Regions from separate parts of the Triticum aestivum genome. Here region 1 is linked to region 2. The links are chromatin contacts, called in public Hi-C maps. All regions are on one chromosome and are shown on one strand. The core of a region is the stretch at or near the end of the contact, and the rest is flanking DNA. Distances in the headings are between cores, read along the strand shown.

What was found. A called contact is a pair of places that touch in the nucleus more often than the background predicts.
Region 1: a Hi-C map of leaf shows a contact between it and region 2, with 3 times the contacts expected there. The contact joins the enhancer-like site here to the promoter of LOC123183181 in region 2. A contact is called at or near these places in 3 of 5 Hi-C or Micro-C datasets (leaf and root).

The regions. Positions count from the first base shown.
Region 1 is chr1D:477,069,328-477,073,921 of IWGSC CS RefSeq v2.1, forward strand. No RefSeq gene overlaps it. Among protein-coding and RNA genes, the nearest start is that of LOC123177012, 13 kb to the right of the region's middle. Within about 2 kb of position 2,899, at least 1 of the 8 cell types and tissues checked has an H3K27ac peak or open chromatin away from gene starts, as enhancers often do. A contact at or near this core is called in leaf, where this site is marked.
Region 2 is chr1D:477,014,783-477,019,017 of IWGSC CS RefSeq v2.1, forward strand. It overlaps LOC123183181 (3-ketoacyl-CoA synthase 4), which reads left to right and starts at 1,953. Exons shown (of 1, transcript XM_044595928.1): 1 at 1,953-4,235. The coding sequence starts at 2,263. The coding sequence ends at 3,840.

The DNA.
Region 1 (4,594 bases), core at 1,649-4,148, 55 kb after region 2:
TTCGTTGACGATATAGTACTATGAGTTATGTATGTTGGTGACCGAATGTTGTTCGGAGTTTTGGATGAGATCACGGATATGACGAGGAACTCCGGAATGGTCCGGAAGTAAAGATTGATATGTGGATAGTAGTGTTTGATCTCCGGAAAGGTTCCGGAATCCATCGGAAGGGGTTCCAGATGTTTCCCAAAATGTTTGGGCACGAGAACACTTTATCTGGGCCAAAGGGAAAGCCCACGAGGTTTTTGGAAAGCGCAAAAGGAAGTTTTGCGGAGTCCAGGGGCCAGACGCCAGGGTCCCTGGCGTCTGGGTCCAGACGCCGGGAACCCTGGCGTCTGGCCCTGGAGTCCGAGAAGGACTCTTGCCTTTCGGGTGAAACCGACTTTGTGGAGGCTTTTACTCCAAGTTTCGACCCCAAGGCTCAACATATAAATAGAGGGGTAGGGCTAGCACCCAAGACACATCAAAAAACACCAAGCCGTGTGCCGGCAACCCCGTCCCCTCTAGTTTATCCTCCGTCATAGTTTTTGTAGTGCTTAGGCGAAGCCCTGCGGAGATTGTTCTTCACCAACACCGTCACCACGCCGTCGTGCTGCCGGAACTCATCTACTACTTCACCCCTCTTGCTGGATCGAGAAAGGCGAGGACGTCATCGAGCTGAACGTGTGCAGAACTCGGAGGTGTCGTGCGTTCGGTACTTGGATCGGTCGGACCGTGAAGACGTACGACTACATCAACCGCGTTGATAAAACGCTTCCGCTTACGGTGTACGAGGGTACGTAGACAACACTCTCCCCTCTCGTTGCTATGCATCACCATGATCTTGCGTGTGCATAGGAATTTTTTTGAAATTACTACGTTCCCCAACAACACATTTATTGTTAAAATCACATCATTTCTGGTAAGCCAAAATGCCCAACATAAGGCAGCCGCCCCCATGAGTAGATATGCAGAAAATTGTTTATCGATACCCCGCAACCAATTGCCGAACATGTTTCGTGCATTACAGGGGATATAGATTTGAAGCTACTTGAACCATGGCCCAGACTGCACGATCAAACTTACACTCAAAAAATAAGTGTTTGATGGACTCGTCATGTTGGCAAAAGACACATGTGTTGCTACCATGCCAGTTGCGTTGTGCCAGGTTATCTCTAGTTAAGATGACCTCTCTATTTAGAAAGCAGAGGAATATCTTCACTCTTAGGGGAATTTTGAGCTTCCACAATTTCTTGTTATCAATCGGAACATCAGTGTGAACCATTGCATCGTACAAGGATTTGACTGAAAAGATATTCCATCGGAACTTGTCTGGTTCGCCTGACAGCTGAATGTCCTTCAGACGAATGAGTAATTCATTCCATGCTACCAAACGAGGCCCAAAAAGGTCCCTCCTTAAAGAAATATCATGGGTTTCTTGTCCCAATACTTGGTGGACCGTGACGAATTTATGTCTGATGATCCTATACAAGCTAGGGTATTGCATCATAAGTGGAGTGGCCCCAGCCAGGTGTTCTCATAGAATCGAACCCGAGAACCATCCCTAACCGAGAAAGTACCAAATTAGAAAAGAAATTCCTTGGCCTTCATCACGCCACTTCAAAAATGTGAATCACCGGGTTTCCAAAGAACTTGAGAAATGGCTTTAGATCCCCCGTACTTGTTACGAATGATTTCCTGCCGCACTCCATTCTCGTGAGTAGTTTGTATACCCATTTACCCAGGAGAGCGGTGTCTTTAATCTCAAGATCCTGAATTCCAAGGCCCCCTTGATTTTTAGGACGGCATAATATACTCCACCTAGCTAGCCGATATTTCTTGGATTCATTATCACACTGCGAAAAAAAAATATGGATCTAAAATAATCGAGACGCTGTACCCCTTTGGGTAAGTGAAAGAATGACAACATGTACAGAACCATGTTGTTGAGGACGGAATTGATCAGATTCAACCGTCCCACATACGACAAGAGTTTGGCCTTCCAGCTGGCTAGGCGTTTCTCAAGTCTTTCTTCCACGTGCCTCCACTCAGCGATAGTTAAACACCAATAGTGAATAGGAATACCTAGATACCTAATCGAGAACTGGCTAAGCTGACAGCCGAAAATGCCAGCATACTCAGATGCGGACTCTGCAGCGTCGCTGAAGCAGAAAAGCTCGCTCTTGTGGAAGTTAATTTTGAGACCAGAGAGCACCTAAAATGCACATAAAAGTAATTTGAGGTTTCTTACTTTATCTAGGTCATGATCTAGAAAAAATATAGTGTCATTCGCGTATTGTAGAATAGACAGTCCTTCTTCTACCAAATGAGGAATCATGCCACTAATTTGACTGGCCACATTAGCCCTCTCAACAAGGGTAGCTAACATATCAGCTACAATGTTGAACGAAATAGGGGATACAGGGTCGCCTTGACGAAGCCCCTTCCTAGTCTGAAAGTAGTTGTCAACATCATCGTTGACTTTGATAGCCACACTACCTCCAGAAACAAAACTCTCTATCCATCGACACCATTTTAGCAAAAAACCCTTCATGCGCAAAGTTTGCAAAAGAAAAGACAATTTGACTTCGTCATATGCTTTTTCAAAGTCTTTTGTGAACATCTTAAAGCTGACATTTAGAAGGCAAATCGATGTGTATTGTTGAATACGACTAGCCTCCTTACTTTTGGGCAGAATAATTTTCCCAAAGTTTAAACGGGCAATATCAATGTTTTCGGCATGCAGTACTACTGAGACCCACTAAAAAAGTTTAATAAGAGGCCGGATGCGACAACGGGGTTTCAGTCAGTAGTCGCAAAGTTGGACGGCGTCACCTGTCGCGGTCGCCGCCGCATCGCTGGAGTCAGGCCGTGGACGGGACGGTCTGTCTGGAGGTTTCGTTTGGAGGAGAAAGGCAAAGAAGCGCTGAACACGGCTCGGCTCGTGTCGGGGTCAGGTCGGCCGCGACGTCGACGACTGTTGTGATGATCCAGGGAAATAAAATTCAGGCTCGCCCGGCAAGTTGGACCTGCACGCGGGCATGCTGACGAGGACCGAGGAAAGGCACGACGGCCGGCGCCTCCCGTGAGTGGGCTGCTCGCGCTCCCTCGGGCAACCACGACAAGACCAGAGCTGACCGATGGACGACGGCGACGAAAGATTCTCTCACTCACTCCTATGTGTGTTTCGTGTTTCGCGTGGCGAGGAGGAGAGGAGCGGCTGTGGTGGTTTTGCTGCTGCTCGCCCGTGTGTGCGTGTGCGTGAGCCGTCGGCCCGTCACGGGACGGAGACACGGAGTCTCACGAGCTGGGCAACCAACACGATAATCATTGCGGTTCAGCCAAACCGTTTCTAGAACTGCCGTACAACTATTCGTTCGCATACCCTCTCACGGATTTCACTCTCCTCTCACAAGTTTCTGTTTCTGCTGGAATTTATTCTCACAGTCAAAGAACTAGTAGTAGCCTTCAGGCCGCACAAACGGAACATTGCGAATGGCGTCGTGGTGGCGTCGACGGCAGACCTGGCAAGGTCGATGCATCAGTGTCGGCTCTGGAGATGGATTGGTGGAAGACGACTGCGACGGCCTCTGCGGGTGCGTCGGACCGGTGTGTACCCCAGCAATACGGCTTGGTTGGAGCCTCTGGCTTTAGATATTAGGCTTTGATGTGATGTTTGTTTGATATTAGGCTCTGACTATCAGCACCTCTTCATCAAGTGAATTGGAGTAGCAACAGATGTTGCTAGGATGGTGGCTTCAGACTACCTGATGTATTACTTTGTAAGACCTTACAAATAATTAATAATTGCTGCATGCATAGTTCAGATGCAGAGGCTGTTAGAATTAATGGGCTAGGCTCATAGCAATTTCTGAAATCTCAAAGCCCACGTGTAAAATGGCAAGTGGTGGTGCTAAGTTTAGTCCCACCTTGGAAGTTGAAGAAGAGTTGGACCTCTTTATATAGTGGGTTCTCTCCATCACTCTAAGTGGTGTGTGAGAAGAGAAAGGGAAAACCACACGCGCGCGCTCGCTCGCCTGGCCTGGCCTGGCGTACATGCGACATGCGCGTGAATGGTCCACCGAAATCCGGTCCGTCTCCTTGCAGGAGCGCAGCTTCCTTTTGCCGTTTTATTTTTATGTCTTGGCGGACAAGTTTTTGATTTCTTGTCCGGTAAGTATACGAATTAGAAACCGAGTCGGTTTGGGATTGTGATCGCGACACAATACCGCCTCTGGTCCTAATATATATACAGCTACCGGCTGCGGCCAGAGACACACCGAAAAACACCTAGGGTTTTGCCTCATCTCACAACTTGCGCCGCCATCGTAGTCTACTCCATCCCAAACGCCGGCGTGCATCGGCGCGTGGGAGAGCAGGTCTCCGGAACCGTTCGTCTTTGCGATCCTGCACCGGGAGAGGACGAATTAGGTTTTTGGGAAGCGCTGTGCGCGACTGCTCAAATTCGTCATCACGGGTCGTCTTCCGTCCAAGTCGGGCGGTGCTACTCATCGTCGTATTCATCGCCGTCAGCAGCAGATCGTCGCCAACATCATCATCAACACTGTCGCACCCATAATAGCTAACGATCAGTACGTCCAACATCCTCTGTTCA
Region 2 (4,235 bases), core at 703-3,202:
CTCCGGCGCGTGTAGCAGAGGTGCAGGGACGGCACCGCTGAAGGCCGGCCGGCGCCCGCATCATCTCCGGCGACGAGCTTGCCGGCGGGGACCCGATTGCCTTTTGTTTTATTTTTCAGGGACCCGATTGCTTTTTATTTTATTTTCAGGGATCTGATTGGGAATGAAGATTTATTTTATTTGAATATGTGGAAGAGACATTGACATGTAGGCCTCACATGTAAGTTAACAGTCAAATAAACGGTCAAACGAATTGTTATCTTACATGCGGACCCCAGCTGTCATAAATCTGATCAGATGTTAACCACTCGCCCATTTGGGTTTTTTGAGACAACCGACGCCAACAGTGGTAGGTATTAGTCACAAACAAATTTTCGGTAGTTTTTTTAGTACCATAGCATGAAAAGTGGTAGTTTTATGCTATTCACTCTAGATAGACAGATACATGGTTCACGGGGTGGACGTGGGGATACGCCTTTCGTCGGCGCTCATCAGCGCGCCTGGGTCCAACTTGCCGTGCCGAGCTCGCCTGAATTTTCCCATCCAAGGCGTCAGCCGCCGCCCTTGTTTTCCTCTCTTCCTTCCTCCCTTTGCTCAGACGAGCGGAGCGCGGCGGTCTACGTACGCCCGCGGCCGACCTGACCAGCGACGGGTGCAACTTTTCTCCTCGGAGCGAAACCTCCAGACCGGCTCCAACGCAGGCCGTGCCCCAGCGGTACGGCGACAGGTGACGAGCGAGCCATAGCTCAATCGTCAACACCGTGTGCTCCTGTGACCGCCAAACAAAACAACGCCCAGCTTGTTGCCCTTGCCGGTTGCCGCCGTCGGCGCGTCCGTCGCCTCCGTGGCGTCGGTCACCACGGACTGGAGCACGCACCGCCGCACGTCGCCCGCCCGCCCGCACGCTTCTCGCCGCGATCGCGTGCATCCACCAATCCACGGAGGTCGGGACGACCGCGAAACAGATGATATTTTTTTTTTACCGAAGTGCGCACGGGCACGAGGGGCCAGCCTAGCGTGGCCTAGCCTGCCTGGGCGGTGGGCGCCGAGCAGGCTGCCGGGGCCTCTACTCTCGCTCCTTTTGCACTCCGCCTTCAGATTCGCTTTTCATTTTCTGCCATTGTTTTGTGCCTGCCGCCCTTTGCGCGCACGTCCTGCTCGCCACGCATATTCCCGCGCACGTCCTGGGCCGGCCCGGCCGCCGTGCGTGTCCCTGTCCGCCGGTTCTTCTCTTCTTCCACCTTCAACCTTCCGTTATCTCTCTTTGTCGTTGCGGTTAAGCCAACCAAGTTCTACGCAAGTTAATGAGCCTAAGAAGCAGTTGTATAGTCTTTTCTCAAAGGATATAGCTCAGTGAAACGGGAAATTAGGAGTGAGGCGTTTTGGCTCTCGGCCTCCATGGAGGCCGTCTTTTCTGGAAAATTCAGAATTTCGTCCTGAAAATTTACACACTTGTGCATTATGCCACCATGTATATCTATTTTTTTCAGAATTTTTTGAAACGTAAGAATAAGAATTTGAACGAATTTCAATTTTTTCAAAAACCGACTTCATTGGAGCTCGCCCTCCAAAACGTATTTTCGGAAAAATAGCGCTTTCTTACCTAATTTTTCTTCGCAGGAACCTCATCTTCAAATCACACCTAGGGATAATTATGAGCCAGCTGTATGAGAAATGGCAAAAGAATTAAGAAAAAGTCAGATAAAAACATTAGCAAATGCATTCTTAATCGTTCAAAAAAAAAATAGTTTCAAATAAAAGCCAATTATGCATGGCGGATAAAAGTACTAGTGTATAATGATTTTTTTACTAAAGGAAAAGCCAGAAAATCAGTAACCGAAATGCCAGCTTCCAAAAAAACAAGAGTACTCCTAAAATGTCACATTCTTCGAGGGCGACCCTGCAAAATGGAACAGAGCCAAAAAACCCTCCTCTGGAGTCTCCTCCCACCTCGCCGATTATTTATCCCCTCCCACCCTGCCAACAACGGCCTCCGCCTCCTGCTCCGCCGCCGCCGGATTCGCTCCCCCCACCGGCCGGCACCGACCGTTCCCGCACCACCGCGCCGCCTCCCTCCCGCCGGCCACCGTCGCTCTCCTCCCGCCCCCGCCCCAGCACGCGCGCGTCGTCGAGCACCACCAGTAACGCCTCCCCCCCGCACGAGGTCCACGCATCGGCATCCACCCATCCATCCACCTTTGACTGCCCAGTCCAGATTCCGCATCCAGATCTAGCCGCGCGCGCGATCCGGGGAGGGGGGCGATGAACGGTGGCATCGCTCCGCCGCCGGCCGCGGCCGCGACGGAGGCGGAGACGGCGGCGACCACGCCGAGCCACCGGCGGCTGCCGGACTTCCTCCAGAGCGTGAACCTCAAGTACGTGAAGCTGGGGTACCACTACCTCATCACCCACCTCATCACGCTGCTGCTGCTGCCGCTCATGGCCGTCATCGTCCTCGAGGCCGGCCGCACCGACCCCGACGACCTCCGCCAGCTCTGGCTGCACCTCCAGTACAACCTCGTCTCCGTGCTCGTCCTCTCCGCCGTCCTCGTCTTCGGCGCCACCGTGTACGTGCTCACCCGCCCCCGCCCCGTCTACCTCGTCGACTTCGCCTGCTACAAGGCGCCCGACCACCTCAAGGTCGGCTTCCAGGAGTTCCTCCGCCACTCGGCGCTCTGCGGCTTCTCCAACGACGCCCTCGAGTTCCAGCGCAAGATCCTCGAGCGCTCGGGGCTCAGCGAGGAGACCTACTGCCCCGAGGGCATGCACGCCATCCCGCCCGAGCCCACCATGGCCAACGCCCGCGCCGAGGCCGAGTCCGTCATGTTCGGCGCGCTCGACAGCCTCTTCGCCGCCACCGGCGTCAAGCCCAAGGACGTCGGCATCCTCGTCGTCAACTGCAGCCTCTTCAACCCGACGCCCTCGCTCTCCGCCATGATCGTCAACCGGTACAAGCTCAGGGGCAACGTCCGGAGCTTCAACCTCGGCGGGATGGGCTGCAGCGCCGGCGTCATCGCCATCGACCTCGCCCGGGACATGCTCCAGGTGCACCGCGGCACCTACGCCGTGGTGGTGAGCACGGAGAACATCACGCAGAACTGGTACTTCGGCAACCGCAAGTCGATGCTCATCCCCAACTGCCTCTTCCGCGTCGGCTGCTCCGCGGTGCTCCTCTCCAACCGCGGCGCCGACCGCCGCCGCGCCAAGTACAGCCTCAAGCACGTGGTGCGCACGCACAAGGGCGCCGACGACAAGGCCTTCAACTGCGTGTACCAGGAGCAGGACGGCGAGGGCAAGACGGGCGTCTCGCTCTCCAAGGACCTGATGGCGATCGCCGGCGGGGCGCTCAAGACCAACATCACCACGCTGGGGCCGCTCGTGCTCCCCTTCAGCGAGCAGCTGCTCTTCTTCGCCACGCTGGTGTCCAAGAAGCTCTTCAACGCCAAGGTGAAGCCCTACATCCCGGACTTCAAGCTGGCGTTCGAGCACTTCTGCATCCACGCCGGCGGGCGCGCGGTGATCGACGAGCTGGAGAAGAACCTGCAGCTGCAGCCGGTGCACGTGGAGGCGTCCCGGATGACCCTGCACCGGTTCGGCAACACCTCCAGCAGCTCCATCTGGTACGAGCTGGCCTACATGGAGGCCAAGGGCCGCGTCCGGCGCGGCGACCGCATCTGGCAGATCGCCTTCGGCAGCGGGTTCAAGTGCAACAGCGCGGTGTGGCACGCCCTGCGCAACGTCAAGCCGTCGCCCAGCACCCCCTGGGACGACTGCATCGACCGCTACCCCGTGGAGCTCGTCGACGGCTTCCCCACCCACAACCACAAGCAGCAGCAATAGCATCCGCGCCCATCGCCATTGGAGCTCTTCCTGATACAGAAACCTCACTCAGAATGGATCAATTCAAATCCATTCATGGTTACCAGAGACATAATTAATGGGTAGTACTGCAAGAAGAATCTCCAGGCGTGGTGTAAGTCTGCTATGCTCTGCTCTGATCTGTATGAATGCAACTCTGTGCTCATCTTCAAGAAGATTTTGATTGCTGGTCTGTGTACTTGAGGTATCTGGACCAGCATCCTGCCCTGACCGACCCTGTGGTGGTAAGTTTTACTCCAGTCCAGTAGTAGCATAGCAGAGTGGTGGTGATGAGGAGGTCAATGAGATATGCCTGCTGTTGTGTTGTTGTATGTACATTTGTTGTCTCTTTTAGCAATTGCTGGGGATTTGCCATT